2 separate regions of the Callithrix jacchus genome follow, and region 2 is linked to region 1. The links are chromatin contacts, called in public Hi-C maps. All regions are on one chromosome and are shown on one strand. The core of a region is the stretch at or near the end of the contact, and the rest is flanking DNA. Distances in the headings are between cores, read along the strand shown. Region 1 has its middle 220 kb from the start of TEX36. Region 2 has its middle 51 kb from the start of TEX36.

Evidence for each region. Hi-C and Micro-C count contacts between places; a contact is called where the count stands out from the background.
Region 2: a Hi-C map of skeletal muscle shows a contact between it and region 1, with 3 times the contacts expected there. The contact joins two enhancer-like sites. A contact is called at or near these places in 2 of 3 Hi-C or Micro-C datasets (both in skeletal muscle).

Annotation. Positions count from the first base shown.
Region 1 is chr12:118,772,090-118,776,983 of calJac240_pri, forward strand. No RefSeq gene overlaps it. Among named protein-coding and RNA genes, the nearest start is that of TEX36, 220 kb to the right of the region's middle. Within about 2 kb of position 2,347, at least 1 of the 16 cell types and tissues checked has an H3K27ac peak or open chromatin away from gene starts, as enhancers often do. A contact at or near this core is called in skeletal muscle, where this site is marked.
Region 2 is chr12:118,945,191-118,950,084 of calJac240_pri, forward strand. No RefSeq gene overlaps it. Among named protein-coding and RNA genes, the nearest start is that of TEX36, 51 kb to the right of the region's middle. Within about 2 kb of position 1,996, at least 1 of the 16 cell types and tissues checked has an H3K27ac peak or open chromatin away from gene starts, as enhancers often do. A contact at or near this core is called in skeletal muscle, where this site is marked.

The DNA.
Region 1 (4,894 bases), core at 1,097-3,596:
ATAAATATACTTTCCACGTGGCCTTTCCCTCACGTATCATCACAGATACGCCTCCACAAAAACTAAAACAAATTAGCCAAGCACGGTGGTGCATATAGGTAGTCCCAGCCCTCAGGAAACTGAGGCAGGAGGATTGCTTGAACCCAGGAGGTTGAGGCTGCAGTAGCCATCATCATGCTACCGCACTCCAGCCTGGACAAAAGAGTGAGACACTGTCTTAAAAACAAAAGGAAACAACACAAAAAACAAACAGCAACAACAACAACAAAACAGGGCCAGACACAGTGGCTCATGCCTATAGTCTCAGCACTTTGGGAGGCCGAGGTAGGGGGATCACTTGAGCCCAAGAGTTCGAGACCAGCCTGGGTAACATGTTGAAACTCTGTCTCTACAGAAAATACAAAAATTAGCCAGGCATGATGGGGCACACCTGTAGTCCCAGCTACTCCGGAGGCTAAGGTGGGAAGATGGCTTGAACTCAGGAGGCCGAGGCTGCAGTGAGCTATGATCATACCACTGCACTCCGGCTTCAGTGACAGAGAAACCCTGTTTCAAAACATGAAATAAAATAACAACAACAACCCCAGGAAACAACAAGGGTTGGCAAGCACGTGGGGAAACTGGAACCTTGTGCAATGCTGGTGGGAATGTCAAGTGGTGCAAAGTGGAACAGAGGTTACCAGGGACTAGCAGGAGGGGCAGGGATGGATGTTTTTCTGACAGGTCAGAGTTTCTGTTTGGGATGATGAAGAGTTCTCAACATGGGTCCTGGTGCTGGTTCCATAACGTGAATGTACTTAATGCCACTGAATGGTGCACATAAAAATGGTTTAAATGAAATATGTTTCGAATGTTTTACCAGAATAAAAAAAAAGCTTCCAAGCTTTTCTTCCTGTCCTAGCTACTTTGAAACTACTGTCTTTTATATGTCAAATTTCAAAATCACCCAGCTCAAAAGGCACGGTAGAAAACTGGTTGACAAACTCACTTTGGAGCCGAGGAATCCAGGCTCTCACCTTGTGTTCCCCACTTCCTGGCAGTGTGACCTTGGTCATGTAACCTCCTCCTTTCCCTAAGGAGGGTGCCAAATGCTTTTGCCCAGTGAGTTGCTCAGCTGTGGTCACTCTGATTTTAAAGCATAACTGTGAACTAGAGTAGCTGTGGTCCCAGCTACTCTGGAGGCTGAGGTGGGAGGATTGCTCGAGCTCAGCAGACCTTACTTCCTATGTAACACCTTTTTAGAAAGGGTTCTTTTTATGTTTGGTTTCACTGGGGCGGTGGCAGCTTTTGCATCATGTCATGTTGTGTTGTCCCCCACTGCACGGCATGGTCACACCCTGGTTGTGACTAGGTTTCTTTTCACCCTTCACTTTATTGACTCTTGCAGTTTCTCAGTTAATTGCATAATTTGCATGTGCATCAATGAAAACACACCCCTTCACCTGTGCCATATTTTCAGGCAGTCCTCAGATCTGTCTGGTTTTCTTCTGAGAAACGGGCAATTCACTGGCCACCCCATGTCACGGTTGTAGTTACACTCCTGTCTCCTGCCAGAGTGTCTGGTCTGCCTTAACGGGGACCTTCTCCACAACAGAGTCCCTATTCACCCTTGGTAAAGGAACGTTTTCTCTCATTCCGTGGTACATTGCCCTCCATTTCTGCCACTGCCCTGGAACTAAACACAGTTCCAATGCTGTTGGATGGACCAATACACGGTGACTGCGTGCAGTGCGGTTCGGTTCGGCCTTTCCTCCCCTTCACTAGCCAAGCTGTTTTCTCGGCCTCCACCTGCCTCTGCCCAAGCGCTTTCCACTTTCCCTTTGCTGGTACTGAACCTTTACACAAAGTATCTAGGTAGGAAGTTGGGAATTTGAGAATGTTTCTGTTTCTTTTCTTTTCCTAATGATACTATAGCATGAAAACCATCTAACTCCAAAGAAAACCTGTGAATTTCATGATGGTTCTTCTCCCTCTGGCACACTTCACGATCTTGTCATCATCTTGGCTCTTAACCTTCCTTTCTCTTGCCTTTTTTTGGCTGTGGTCTCTGGCAGCCATGGTGTGGTGGGTTTGAGCGTGGTGGTCTGCCACTGTCTAGACAGGGAGGCGGTTCAGCACAGTGGCTCAAAACCTGTCTCCAACCCCGACGTCCATGTTGGACACTACACCAACCTCTTGCAGAAGGTCGTTAGCTGTGAACTTGGGCAGGTACCTCAACCTTGGTGTTTCCTGGTCTGTAACACATAGGGTCTCTACAGTGTCTAACTCACTGCAGTAACTGCCATGCTAATGCACCGTGCCGCTGACCACATGTGGACGTTATTCAGGGTCTGGACTCTGTGGTCCACCTGGGCAGGACCTTGCCTTCTCTGCCTTGTCACTGCCGTGTCACTGGGCCCAGAACCTGGCTGGCGGCTAAAGTCACACATGAATGGAGGCAGGCCAGAGGATCAGAACAGAGGATGCTTATGTTACCCCGCGGGCCCCGGGAGACTCCAGCACCTATGCTCAGGCCTTCTCCGTATGACCACTCTCCTCCCTGAGGCTGGCTGGGCTTCTCACCCTCGTGCCCACACTGGAACGTGGACACCCTCCTTTCCAACCTCCTCCCTTCGGTCCAGCACATTCTTCGTAGTCAGAGACTTCTCACATTTCTTCTCGACTTGGATGCCCTTGTACTTTTCTCTTGCCTCATACGGAAAAACATGCGCCCTGTCCTGCCTAAACCCACTCCGGTCCCCTGTCCCGGCTCACCAAGTGCTGGACTTCGCTTTCACCTTTTCTGTACCCTTCAGCCTTTCTCCAGGAAAGGCAATCTGCGATCTGCCTGCCTTTGCTTACATTTTTTGGGAACCACGTCAGCCTTTCTAATGAAAGCTCAGTGCGTTATTATAATCTGATATTAATAACACGGGGCTCCCCGTCTCAGAGGGAAGCCTTTTCCCATTTAAAACTTGACTTAGCTGCTGCCTTTCTTAAAGTACTGGAGTGCAGGCTCTTGTGCCAGGCAGCCTGGGTTTGAATCCACCTCTCCTACTTCCTAGCTGTGTAACCATGGGTAAGTTACTTAACCTCTCTGTGCCTCATCTGTACAAGGGGGATAATAAAAGCTTCCATATCTCACAGAGTTGTCCTGAGGATGAAATGACATCGTGCTTGCATAAAGCTTACTGCTTTGAAAGTACAAATGTTTCTGGTAAATATTTTTGTTAGCATACTACTTACAAGTAGCCATCCTTTCCCCGTTTTCTTGTTTCTGCTTTTTGCTTGGCTGAGTCTCCTGGAAATTTCAAGAAGTTGTCTTGGGCAGAGCTCCCGTCCAGCTCCTGCCCTGGTCTCTTCCACATTCCTCCTCTCCATCCCGCCATTGCTCCCCTGATGCCTCTTAGGCGCTGGACACACTGGGTGACTGGGAGTTAGGAAATGCCTTCTCCAGCATCAATGGGAGGAGAAGCAATTCCATTAAAATGCACATATTTTGTTTCTGCGCCCCCAACAAGTACGAACTTCAGTTTCTCCACACGTATTGCTTGTTTCCTGAGGGACTGGCACAGGGCAGGGACTGGGGATGCAGACCCTCTCCTGACCCCTTGTAGTGGGCGGTGGTGGCAGATACACAAACAGGGCCTCAGAGACTGACGTGGAAGAGCAGCGGGAAGGCCATGTGTGAGAGGCAGGCAGGTGACCACCCTGGGTGGAGGAGGGGAAGTGGCGGTCACAGAGGACCTTGAAGGAAGTGGTGCCAAGGCCGAGTCAGAGATGAGGAGGGAGAGCCAGACCGGGGAAGGGAGGGGCACATTCCAGGCAGAGGGGTTAACTCGAGCTAAAGAACTCTCCGTATGAGGCAAGAGAAAAGTACGAGGGCATCCAAGTTGAGAAGAAATATGAGAAGTCTCTGACTATGCAGAATGTGCCGGACCGAAGGGAGGAGGTTGGAAGGGAGGGTGTGTATGTTCTCGTATGAGCACGAGGGTGAGAAGCCGAGCCAGCCTCGGGGAGGAGAGTGGTCATACAGAGAAGGCCTGAGTGTCGGTGCTAGAGTCTCCCGGGGCACGCGGGGTAACATAAAGCATCCTCAGGCTGGAAACCATCAGAGGTGAGCCAGAACTAAAAGCAGGTGAGTGTTATTGGAGAGTAACATAACAGGACGAGTGCTGAATGGTGGGAGGTGGATAGAAGTCGATCGAATACCAGCTCTATTGTGGATAAAAAAGCTGGAGAAACAGCTTGACCCTCAGCTACAGGCTGGCTCCCTGACAACAGCCCCAAATAAACTTACCTCCCAAAGCTGCAGGCCTCTTCCTTGGGGGTGGCACCTTTCTTGGGAGTGGAACCTGCCCAGTGTGTCCTTCCCTTCTGTCCTTCCCTGTGTGTGTGAGTAGCATAGAGTTCAGCCCTGCCCCCTGCCACCCAGCGTGCAGCAATTTAGACATTGGGAATTCTTGCCTTCTCTTTTCAACCCTGGCTACCAGAATCTTGGCTGCAGCAGCCCACTGCTGTGGATCAGCCCACTGCTGTGTGTCAGCCCACTGCTGTGGATCAGCCCACTGCTGTGGATCAGCCCACTGCTGTGCGTCAGCCCACTGCTGTGGATCAGCCCACTGCTGTGCGTCAGCCCACTGCTGTGGATCAGCCCACTGCTGTGAATAATGCTACTTGGACTAACTTAAGATTCAGAACTACATGAAGAAAGAAAATCAAAGGATGAGGTATCATCAAGGCATCTCAGACTCAGGACCCTTCCCCGTGACCAGGTCCCCTTTCCACATGGCCTGTGTCAGTAGATTGGTGCACCAGCCACCCATGTGCACAAGCAAGAATTTCAGAGCCATCCTTGACAGTTTCTCTCCTCTCCGTCCACTACCGAGCTCTGCCCATCTAGCCCTAGATCCAA
Region 2 (4,894 bases), core at 746-3,245, 170 kb after region 1:
CATGGTAATACTGAGAGGGATCTCGTGTATTCCACACATACTCTTCCTTACCTTCATTGTGGGGTAGCAGTCTGATTTCATCTTAATAGTCTGGGTCAGTCATCCCAGCCAACACTGTAACTCCCTTCTTAACCTGTTGACTTTGAGGCAGGAGGAGCCCAAAGTGGCCAGGTGGCATCTTAACTTCCAGTTCAATTGAATCATTGTTGTGTGTCCTGGTGGCAGCGTTTCCCTCTGGAACTAAGACCTCTAGGCCTGCAGAACATAATGTCACAGTAACAGGAAGTAACAATTTTGCTAGTGGATCACTAGGGATTATGGCGGGTGGTGCCACTTCCACTTTCACCCCTTGATTCCTGGACCCATGAATCCTGGCTATGAGAGAAAGAGTACCATCTATTGGACGCTGATTCAGAGCATACACAGCCTCCTAGAGACCTTTGCTCCAGCCCTGCAAACTATTGACATCTAGTCTGTGTTGTAATTTGACTTCAAAAGGCCATTCCACCATTCTGTCAATCCAGCTGCTTCAGGATGATGCAGAACATGATAAGACTAGTGAATTCCACGAGCATGAACCCACCGCTGCACTGGCAGCTGATGGGTTGCACTGGCAGCTGATGAACCCACCGCTGCACTGGCAGCTGCCCACCCTTCCTCTCAAATGTCAGTCTCCTCTGGGAACACCCTCCCAGACACACCCAGAAACAATAGTTTAGTAGCCATCTAGGCATCCTTCAGTCCAATCAAATGGACACCTCATATTAACCATCACGCCACCATTGTGTTTAGCACAGCAATACTGGGAGAGATTTCCCTTTTTGCATTAGCTCATGACTTGTTAGTAATATCTATAACATGAAACTGACTTGAAAATATCTCCTAGATTGGCTGGTTTCAAAATGCAAGGAAAGGCTCCTGTCAGTCTCTGATCAACCAAACCCTGCCCAGCCCCGAGACAGGAAGGTATGAGGCCCTGTAGGGGGACTGACGGGCGGGTCTGAAGTGACTCTGTAAGCGTGAGAAAGGCATTTCATGTTCATTCTGGCTCTTCAAATTCTCTCTGTGATGTTGTATCAGCAAATATGTACCCAGGGATTTAATAACACATTAAAGAAAGGATTGGATATAAATTATTTTGAATGGCTGTCTATGCAGTTTGAATCCATAAATAATCAGTCGCCTCTTTGCTTTGGCTCTGGAAAGAGGGACATATGAACAGGGGTCATGTTATCCTCACCTCAGAATGGACACATGTGAGGGTTGGTAGGATTAACCCGTGTGGACCGGCCGGAAGTTTTTCTAAGATGCTGATTTTTTCCCCTCTTGGTATCATTAATTCTCTATGTCTCTGTTTTTGGATTTATCTGCAGTAACTTTTTGATTTTAAGCTGGACAAACTCTGTAGTCCCGAATCCCTTCTCCCGGTTGTGAATTGTTACAGGCTCAGAAACGCAGGTGAATTTTAGTGTTTGTGGAAGTAAGCACATTCTGCTTGCTGAATCTCTCTATCTCTTCCTAAGACCTCCCTGCCATTCACTGTCCCTCTAAGAAATTCCCAAATGATGGTGACAGATGTCAGTGCTCATGTATTTTGTCAGGATTCTCCCTTCCCTGAGCTGGGGGCAGGTGTGGCTCAGCACAGGTGAGTGTTGGAGGCAGTCGATGACCAGAGAACAAAGTGGGGAAACTCAGGGGCAGGCAGCCTCGTGTCCTCCAGTCCTGAGCCTGTTTGGGCTCTGAACCAAACCAAAGGATTTGACTCTCAGCCTGTCCTGCAAAACAGATCAGAGAAGCCCGAGGAAGAGTTGCAATAGGTCATGACTGGTGGAGCTGGTCACAGCCAGTCAGAGACGCCATGCAGTCCCCAAGGACTCCATACACTCCCCACCAAGCTTCTTCCGGTGAGCTCATCTTCACTGGATGTGGGGAATACCCTTCTCAGGATGGCCAAATACGAGGTGCATAGTTCTGCAGAAAAAAAAAAGGCCTGAAAGCAGCGGCAGAAACAGAAACCATATGAATTTTCAGGGAGCGTTGTCCAGCGCACTTAGGGAAACAGCACAGAGGGCTTTGTGAGAGGAGGCTCCGGGGAAGGTCCCAGACAAAGTGACTGTCCTTTCCACAGCAAGTACAGCGATCTAAGAGCAAGCCACCTTCTTGCATAGAGAGCTAAGGATGGGACACAAACGGAGGCAGAGAGGTACAAAGGCAAGAGCCGTCAGCACAGGAGCCTTAACTGCAGAGGTGGCCAAGGTCACCTTGGCCTCTGGAGAACAAACACAGGCAAAACAAAGTTTCCAGGAGACGTGCCAGACAATTTAGATTGCAATCTCTCCAGATCTGGCAAGGACGACACCTCTTCCAGAAAGCCCATGCTGACCCCTGTACCTCCCCAGTACCGCAGGTGGCACCTGGCTCAGCCATTGCTCAGCTTTTCACAGGACACACAGTCGGTATGTGTACATCCTAATCTCCCACCAGACACATGCCTCTCCTGGGCAGGACTGCGTTTTTCAGCCCTGGGTTTAAGCTCAGAGCCAAATGCCAGGCCCAGCACACAGTAGATGTTCAATTAAACTTTGGTGAAACTGAAAATAGTTTAGCTCCCCCACCAAATCCAGATGTTTCACTTTGCATGTGTGACATGGGAGGCCATGAAAGGGTTTGAGGAGAGGATGGAGACTTCCCCAAAGTGAAAGTAAAGGTCAGGTTTGACCCAAAGCTTATTTTGATGTTCTGGGTCAGTTCACAGTTTAGCTTAAAAATGTTTCCATCCGGGGCTTGGCAGAATCATGTGCAGTAAAACCCCAGCGACTTGTTCTCTTTCAAAAGGAGAAATAAGAGGCAGCCTGGAAGGGGGAACATGAAACAGTTGTTATAAATTTTTAAACTAATTTTAACAACTTTACTGAGATGTAATTAACATAACGTAGATGGAGAAGTGTAAATAGGTCATATGTATTCAACGAGACGCAACCCTCACACACAGAGCAAGAAACAGAACATCGCCCACCACAGAGGCCCAGCCCCGGACGCTTTGGTCTTGGCACCTGACCCAGTACAGGGCCACTTTCAAGGCAAAGACTTCCGATGTATCCACCAGGTGTGTTCCTCCAACTGATGCCGCCTCTGCCACGGGTGAAGGATTTCCTCAGCTCTGGGCATGCTCCCTCCGGTCAAGGGTTCTGTCGGAGATGGTGCAGTGGACACCGAGGTGTGCTGTCCAGCCCCCCACCTTCCATGAAGGAGGCATTACCCATCACATGTTCTCATAGACACCTTCAGGGACCACAGCTGCAGAGAGCCGCCTCCACCTCACCCAAGGTTACACCCCTTCCTGGATGAGCCACATCATAGATCAGTCCAGAGGATAAAGGTTCTTAGCCAAGCTTCGCCGTCTTAGCCCAACTCAGGACAACTCTGAAGGGCCATTCTAGCTCAGAGCACCCCTGGGGTCAGCCAAAAAGCCCCACTTCTGCCGCTGCCCAGTCTCGCTCCCTTCCACAGGTTAGGTCCCACCAGCCCACCCAGGCGAACACCCTGCATACTGAACTTCACCTCAGACTCCGCTTCCTGGGGCCCAACCTGCAACAATCGGTTCCCCATTCAGCCTTCCTGCCTTCACTTTCCACAGAGGGTGCTGAGTGCCCCCTATGTCCTGGGCCAGGCATTGAGACTGGCCAGAGTCGACAGAACAGTCATTAACGTTCATGTGCCTGCTGTGGTATTGTGCTGTGTACAGAGCACTTTCACGCCTTTCTTGGTCTGTGCATTCATTCATTTACTCCTTACCTGACAGACAGAAAGTGCCTGCTCCATGCAAGAGTGAAGACAGAATGAAGAAAAGAACTTTCCTTCCCCTGGAGAGCTCACAGTCAAGTGCATAAGGCTGATGTCAAGCCAGAGAATTTTCCCAGGCATTAAAGTCGTGATGCAGAAGACACAAAGGCCATGAAGTGGGGAGAAGGAGGGCAATCAGGGAGGCCTTCCTGGGGAGGTAGGAACTCGGAACCAGCAGCTGGAACCAATGTGATCCACTGGAACACTAAATCCAGTACCAAACACCACAGTCGGTCCCAGCAGTGCAAGAAACCTGCACACAAACCAAGCCTACTCAGAGGTTTCTATTGGTCTAACCCAAGATGGCAGGAAGTCAGAGACGTCTAATTGCCTCATGCTGCCCTCCAGCGTGACCACCAGGAGGCTTCTTCCCACTGGGGTCTAGGAAATAGAAGAGAGGAGACCGAAAAGGAAAGGAGGGAGTTTTAGGAGCCAGCTGGTGTGATGGCAAATGAAAGAATAACAGGAACTTGGAAAGCTGCCCCAGGTCCCACCTCAATCAAGCACTGGATGAATTTAAACCCTTCTTTGCCACTTTCCAGAATCAACTGGATTTGCTAAATTTTGTTTCTCCAGTAGGAGAAGAACCTTGAGAGGACAAGATTTTTTGAAGACATGTAAGTGAGATGTTTTCACTAATCTGATTTTGGGATAATGACCCATGGAAAATATTTAAATGCTTACTTGTGCTGTCGGACACACTGCTTAGAACGTATCTGGATAGGAGAACAATGAACATTAGATTATGCTTTCAGATGTTACAGAGATGAAAATATATCTTGGCTATTTATCAAATTAATCACCCTATAATCTAAAGACAAATGGGATTCCTAGGGCACTATTCAGCCAGTAATTTAATACCTAAGTTTTTCTGATCAATAAACCATTGGCCTGTTAGAATACTTAAGTCATGCTTAAAGTCATTCAGAAAAAAAAAAAATCTATTAACTTAAGTTCTTGAAAGCATGTCTTTAATTTAAAACGTCGTTTTCTATTTGAGCATTGCGTTTTACATTATTCTAAAACAACCCTGATCTTTCTTGTCTTAATT